Regions from separate parts of the Rattus norvegicus genome. Here region 2 is linked to region 1. Evidence: chromatin contacts called from public HiChIP or PLAC-seq data. All regions are on one chromosome and are shown on one strand. Each heading gives the region's core, a stretch centred on a gene start, on an enhancer-like site or on the middle of the called end of the contact. The rest is flanking DNA. Distances are from core to core; before and after follow the strand shown. Region 1 holds the start of Sf3b3 (splicing factor 3b, subunit 3). Region 2 holds the start of Exosc6 (exosome component 6).

What was found. HiChIP or PLAC-seq counts read pairs in DNA pulled down with a chosen protein or histone mark.
Region 2: an H3K27ac HiChIP or PLAC-seq map of oligodendrocytes shows a contact between it and region 1, with 9 times the contacts expected there. The contact joins the promoter of Exosc6 here to the promoter of Sf3b3 in region 1. A contact is called at or near these places in 1 of 12 Hi-C or Micro-C datasets (hepatocytes) and 1 of 1 datasets of contacts at active chromatin or transcription factors (oligodendrocytes).

The regions. Positions count from the first base shown.
Region 1 is chr19:55,727,839-55,731,181 of GRCr8, reverse strand. Sf3b3 (splicing factor 3b, subunit 3) reads left to right here and starts at 1,561. Exons shown (of 26, transcript NM_001106187.2): 1 at 1,561-1,663. Cog4 (component of oligomeric golgi complex 4) reads right to left here and starts at 1,304. Exons shown (of 19, transcript NM_001108449.1): 1 at 1,127-1,304. The coding sequence starts at 1,285.
Region 2 is chr19:55,929,929-55,933,271 of GRCr8, reverse strand. Exosc6 (exosome component 6) reads right to left here and starts at 1,749. Exons shown (of 1, transcript NM_001400967.1): 1 at 335-1,749. The coding sequence starts at 1,717. The coding sequence ends at 899. It overlaps Aars1 (alanyl-tRNA synthetase 1), which reads right to left. Exons shown (of 21, transcript NM_001100517.1): 21 at 2,773-3,321. The coding sequence ends at 3,136.

The DNA.
Region 1 (3,343 bases), core at 312-2,811:
CCCGATCTATACAGTGAGTTCCAGGCCAGGTAGGGCTAGTTAGACCATGTCTAAAAAGAAAAAAAAGTTCACTTTGAAAAACAGCTGCCAAACTTTTAGGTCAGAGTTTACATCTTCTGACTTCCAAGGAATCCATGTACACATTGGAAAGTGAACTGTCAGCACCAGATTGCCATGGAAATGTCACAGAAGTATAAAGAGATATAGCATGCTATCAATTGAAAGGAATCAGAATCCTGTCCACACCTATTGCTCGTAATACATCCAAGGTACAAGAGATGAAATGGCTTGTCTGAGACCAGGCAGCTGTGCCTTAGTGTTAAAAAGTCAAACTCCTGGGCTGGAGAGATGGCTCAGTGATTAAGAGCATTGACCGCTCTTCCAGAGGAATTCAACTCCCAACAACAACATGTGGCTCACAACCATCTGTAATGGGGTCCGATGCCCTCTTCTGGTGTGTCTTTAGACAGTGACAGTGTACTTATATGTAATAAATAAATTTTTAAAAAAATTCAAACTCCTAACAGGGAGCTTTGACACTTCTAGCAAGCTGTGAGCTCACCTATAATGACAGGAGCTTGGGAAATTTCTGAGGTTGCTGTAGGAAGGTGGCAAATTTGAAGATAATATGGACGACACAGAGGCTGTCTCAAAATAAGAAAATGTCCAAACTCCTACACTTAACTGAAATGGTAAAATTACATACATAATTATTCCCTCCAAGATTACGGTTTAAAACTTCAAGATAATTTGCATGAACTTCTCGTGTAAATGGGTCGAGACGGAACTTTCATAACGTTTCACTTCCCAAGACGAAGCAATTCTTATTCTGAAATAAAGCCATTTGGTGTATACATATGTACGTATACATATAACACATATATGTGAATACATACACCGCTTCCGGTTTTACTCCACAGGGAATTCAATACGGAGGCAGACAAGGAAGTAGTCCAGGTAATAGGCCATATAAGCTTGAGTGTGTAGAACTGACAGGTGTACCCAAATGCCCAACTACACTAAAGCGTCTTGGGAAGGTGCTTTTTAGTTTTCCCTAGTAGAGACAGTTGCTTGTTATGTCTTCTGCCACTGGGTCGTCCAGGAAAAAGGAGGATCAGCTCCTCACCTCTTCGCCGCAGAGTCGTTCGTACACAGCTTCCAGCTCCTGCAGCTCTGTCAGAGAGCGAATGAGCTCGGTGGAGATTTCGGAGCAGTGACCTCCTCCCACCCCCTCAGGTGGTGGAGGCGCTCCTGACAACTTCGGAGGGGATTCCACATCCGCCATCTTGGTGCCCACTCGGCGCTTCCGGGCTCGCGAGGTCCCCTCTGCGCTGGCGCGGCAACCTTTGGGACTGTCCATAGAAATGCCCGATCAAAAACATTTTAAGTCTATTTTTAAAATTAACCTTCTGTTTTACAGAAAACTTACAGTAAAGTATAAGTTTTAGATAACTTAAAAGACTGCAGGAGCAAGATGGAGCACTTAAAATTACACATATAGTTATCAGGCGGAAGCTGGATACCTTTTTCTCCGTCGCGCGGCACGCGAAGGCCCATCGTGAAAGGCTAATGGCGGACGCCGGCGGGTTGGCAGTGGTGGTGGCTTAGGCCTTGAAGGGATTCAGCATCCGTCGGGTATCGAAGCCATCCTTCTTGCAGCAGGGTAAAGAAGTGGCCTCACAGTTTCTCTGTAGCGGAGGAAGTGGAGAGCGATCACAGGAGAGAGCTGCCCGGCACTTTGGCGGGAGCCACAGAAGCAGTTTTAGGCCCGAGTGGTTCGGTAGGCGTGAAATTAGGAAAATGCTTGCGGTCCGCAAATGGCCTCGTGGGCTCTTCTCCCACTTCTGTTCTCAGAGTGGGGACGAGTCCTTTAAGGCTTGCAAGTCTGACGTGGCGGCACACTCGTGTATTTCCACCACGCGGGGTAGTTGAAGTATTCTCGGAAGTGGGAGTCCCACCGAGGCTACATAAGGAGGCTCTACCGAGGGAATAATAAGGTGTAAAAACTCAGCTATTCAGAATGTGTAAATAACATGTTTCTGGCCTCGGAGCCCGGGCTCTGGTTTGGATTTGTGCTCTGATAGTTGGGCAAAATGGTGTTTCTCTTCTGAACCTTTATTACTGTAAAAGAAAAAAAGAAGGCAAATAGTACCTATCTGAAAATTTTGCAAGATAAAAAAAAAATGAGGTGACGTTGAAACGGGAGAAATCACAGGCAGTGGCGGGGAGGAGAGATCTCCCAAGTTTTGGCGGTTAAAGTTACAGATACCGATAGTCCTCCAGGATGCACCTCTTCAATATGCGTGGAAATCCGTTTGTTTAAGTGTTTACTGAATGCGTAGGTGCTCATTTTAATCCTCTATCAGTACCTAGTAGAGCACTTGCGCAAGGTTCTGGGGTTCATTCTCGTCGCCACAAATACCAAGTTCTCTTTATAGAGCCTTAGGTACAAGGGGAAGCTGGACCTAGGTACCACCTCCCCACCCCCACCCCCGAAGTCATAACATAACTTTGGCTGCTTATGGTGCAACTGTAACTCACACATGACAGTCTTGTAAATTGTGAGGCGTCCTCTAAAAGTTTAATTTAACAAGTATTAAATTTTAAATCCCTCAAGTTGCCAATGCCAGTTCGACCATTAGGAACAAGTCTTAAGAGGTATAACTCATTCACTTACATAGTGTGTTAACAGTTTGGCTAATTATAGGCATTGAGTGAGGTTCTCTGTATTTTTAGCAGAAAACCGTCTTGTTACTGGTTTCTCAGAAAATTCATCCTTTGGTTAAAGAGAGGACATAAAATAATGGTATAAATATATGTTCTTGAATTTGCACATATAAGCATATGGGAAGATTGGAGTTGGTAAGATTTATACCCCTAGAGAGTGGGGTTCCTGAGAAATGGATCTGAGGTTTTTTTGAGTCTTGAATAACATGACCGTTGAACTACAGTTAACTATAGGTTTTCATTTGTCTGACAAAAAATGGCAAAAGGCATGTTGCATTAATTGAACAAGTTTCACCACTTTCTGTATGTTGGACAATGGATATAATTTTTGAGCATAGGTTTCCTTGACCGTAGAAGTTTGGTTTTGGTTTTTGAGATAGGGTCTCACTCTGTATCGTAGGCTGGAACTGAACTTATAATCCTCCTTCCTCTGCCTCTCTAGTACTAGGGTTACAGAAGAGATCCAGGATAGCTAGCGCTCGAGCTCGCGCTCGCTCTCTCTCTCTCTCTAAATTCCTTGGGTGTGGGGGGGTGTTGGGACACACCTTTAATTCCAGTGCCTCGGGCATAGGCTGGGGAATCTGTGAGTTCTAGGATAGCCAGAACTATGTGAAAG
Region 2 (3,343 bases), core at 500-2,999, 200 kb before region 1:
GCACCAGGATGGGACCCGGCTTCTTTCCAGAGCATAATCCTTTTCAGTTACCTAACTCCTAGACATGGTTTTGTCCTAAAGGAAAGGACAGGGGTGCATCCAGGCTTCTCCTTTGAACTCTCCCCAGACTTTTCCAGACGGGAGTTTCTCTGTGTAGCTCTGGCTGTCCTGAAATCTGCTCAGTCTTATCCCCTCGGCAGCTGCCCTAGACAATGCTCCCGGGGCAGCTGGTTTCTCCTCCAAAGCACATAACCCTTTCTTTCTTACAGCGGGCTAACAGGAATACTTAAGGCAGTAATGACTTGGACCCTTGACAACACACAATCAACACACACCCATTTCTGAACAGCATTGTTTTTAACTCAAGAAAAATCACAACACATGTTATTTCCAGGCATAAAAATGTTTTTATGTTTTACTTCGAGTAGTGAGAAGGCAAAGTCCCCTTGTCCATCCTCTCAAAAGAAAAGAATTGGGGTTGGGGATTTAGCTCAGTGGTAGAGTGCTTGCCTAGCAAGCGCAAGGCCCTGGGTTCGGTCCCCAACTCAGAAAAAAAAAAAAAAAAAAAAAAAAGAATTATATTGGAGCTGCCGGCTGGCCTGCACAGGGTCCATCCCTTACAAGGCCATAGCCCCAGGTCTCATTTACTAAGTAAATCCAGCCCAAGTCCTTTCCAACTTAGGAATATGGCTGCTTTCAAATTTCTCCAACTGGATCGTGTTTCCAACGGCCTTTTAAACTTCTTTCCAACGCAGCTGTGCAGAGCTTTGGTTCTGTGCGCACCACTCCCCCACTCTCCTGTCTCAGCTCAGCGAAATCGGGCAACCATCAGCGCTGGTCCTTTTGGGAGAAAAGGGCGATAGCAGTCCTCCGCATCCTCGTCGCTCAAGTTTTCCAATCAGGGCGGGGCGGCGGCACCCCTCCGGCGGGCAGCCCTCACCAAGCACTGCTGCAACACCGGGTAGAGGCGCTGGCAGCCTTCCAGGCCCAGGCGCACCGCATCGGTCCAACTCTCAGTCTGGCCGCCTTCCCCACTGCCCAATAACCCGGCCACCTGATTGAGCACGGGCATGAGCGCCACCGTGAGGCCGGCCTCAGAATGCTCCTCCTCCAGTCGCGTGGGGTCCAGCAGCCAAGTCGGGGAGGGCCCCGGTGTGAGGCTCAAGCCGCAGCCCACTACCAGATCGTACATCTCCACTCCCGCGTCGGCCAGGGCGAGCGCAGCAGCGGTGAGGGCCGCGGCCAGCGCAGAGCCGCCGTCCTCCAGCAGCAGCGCGGACACCTCGAGTTGAGCACGAGGGTAGCGTCCTAAGCGCACAGCGGGCTCCAGAGCCTCCTGCAGAGCCAGACCCAGCTCACGATCCTCGCTGCTGCCCTGGGGCGCGCGACGCCGGCGACCGGAGAAGGGCGCGCGACGGAAATCGCAGAGCAAGCGACCCCGGAGAGCAGCCGGAGCTTCACCGCCCGCTCCGGCGGGACCGCCGCCGCGCTCACCGCCCTCGGCCTGCCGCGGACCGGACACGGCGCACAGCACCTTGGTACCTCCCGCTTCCAGGTAGGCTGAGCCCTTAGCCTGGCTCAGCAGCCCTGCGCGGGCGTACACCGGTCGTAGGCGCGTCGGGTCGCGAGCAGCGGGCGTCTCGTCTTCTTCGGCCGCGTACAGCTGCGGCGGCTGGGACTCCTCTGGCCCTCGGATGCGGCGGTGGTCTCCCGGCATGGCGGCTACCGGCGTACGAGCTACTTCCGCCTGCCAGGATGCCTTGCGCACCGGCTCTTCCGCTCGCTTAAAGATACGCGCCCGCGCGGAGCCTATCGGGAGAGCGGTAGGTTTCCGCATTGCCACCTAGCGGAATGGAGGAAGAACGGCGAGGTATTGGCTGGACCTGTGGTTCCATAGGACCTGATCTACTGTCATTCCTTGAATTTTGCATTCAGATTGTTTTATATAAGCTTGCCCTAGGTAAGAACTTTTTGTTCGGGCTGAAGAGATGGCTCAGCGGTTAAGAGCACTGACTGCTCTTCCAGAGGTCCTGAGTTCAATTCAGCAACCACATGGTGGCTCACAACCATCTGTAATGAGATCTGATGCCCTCTTCTGTGTGTCTGAGTACAGGATACTCATGTACATGAAATAAATAAATTAATTAAAAAAAAAAAAGAACTTTTTGTTCATTCCTGTAGTTAGTCCCCTGGCTTGCTTCAACACTTGTTTAATAAATGGACGTTATCTCTCTTCCTACAACTGAATAATAATTCTAACACTCTGAGATCTGTCATAAGCAAGCAGTATCTCAGCTTCCAGACCCTGCTGTTTGTAGATTCATATAAATTGCATTTTAGGGCCGAGCCAGGGTCTTGAACCTATTTCAGGTTAAAGAAGCAGGGATGGGGCAGTTACTAGAAGACATCTCTACATTCATACCTCCTACATTAGTTGTCTGACCTCATATCAGCAGCTTCAAGGGGAGGCACGTTGAACACACATGATGAAAGCCATTATGAGGTTGTCCCAAGAGACTAAGAATGGTGCTTCTTCATGTGAAGCAATTCAGAAGAATTTTCCTCCACCCCTTTTACTGAATGCCTCAATTTCAGCCCACCCATTCTGCCTCTAGCTCTGCTCTCCCAGGGGCCGTTCCTCAAGTTCAGGAGTCTGAGGCTGTACTCTGTGATAACATCAATCAGAAACCAGCCAGAACCACACACAGCCTGTATTCTGCATGTATAGGGAGCTGAGGTCAACCTCAGGAGAAAGGAGAGCGTGGTATCATCTAGTATTGCACATGGTCCTTTATTTTCTGCAGTGGAAGGCTTCCTTCCCACTTGCAGACCTAGAAGCCTCAGGTTGGCAGAGTGACCTCATCTAGACGTGATCAGGATGTTAGGTAGCATTCCTGGGTAGTGACTTTAGACAGATGGCGCTGACATTATGGCTCAGAGCAGAATGGAAAGGGGCAATGAATCACAGGACAGCTCCAGGCGCGTTCCAGTTACTGCTGGATCAGGACGGAGGGCTGCTGAAAGGTCCCAAGACTCAAATGTCTTCGTGGCAGGAGGAGAGCTCCTGGCTAGACTCCTGCACCTGAACATGACTGGTTGTCGGGGAGATGCTTTCCTGAGAGGGCTTCCCTCCCATCAGTTCTTTACATCTCCGAGACGGAGCTGGGCAAAGGAAGTAGCCAGCTGCAGTGCTTCCTGAAGGCAGCCCACGTTCTTGCCTGTGGCCTGGGCAGACATGTCCTTCCCACCACCTTTACCATCCATCAGGCCTGAAACCTGCTGGACCCACTCGCTGGCTTTTAGCCCCCGGTTGGCTGCATTCTAGAAGACAGAAAGGGAAAAT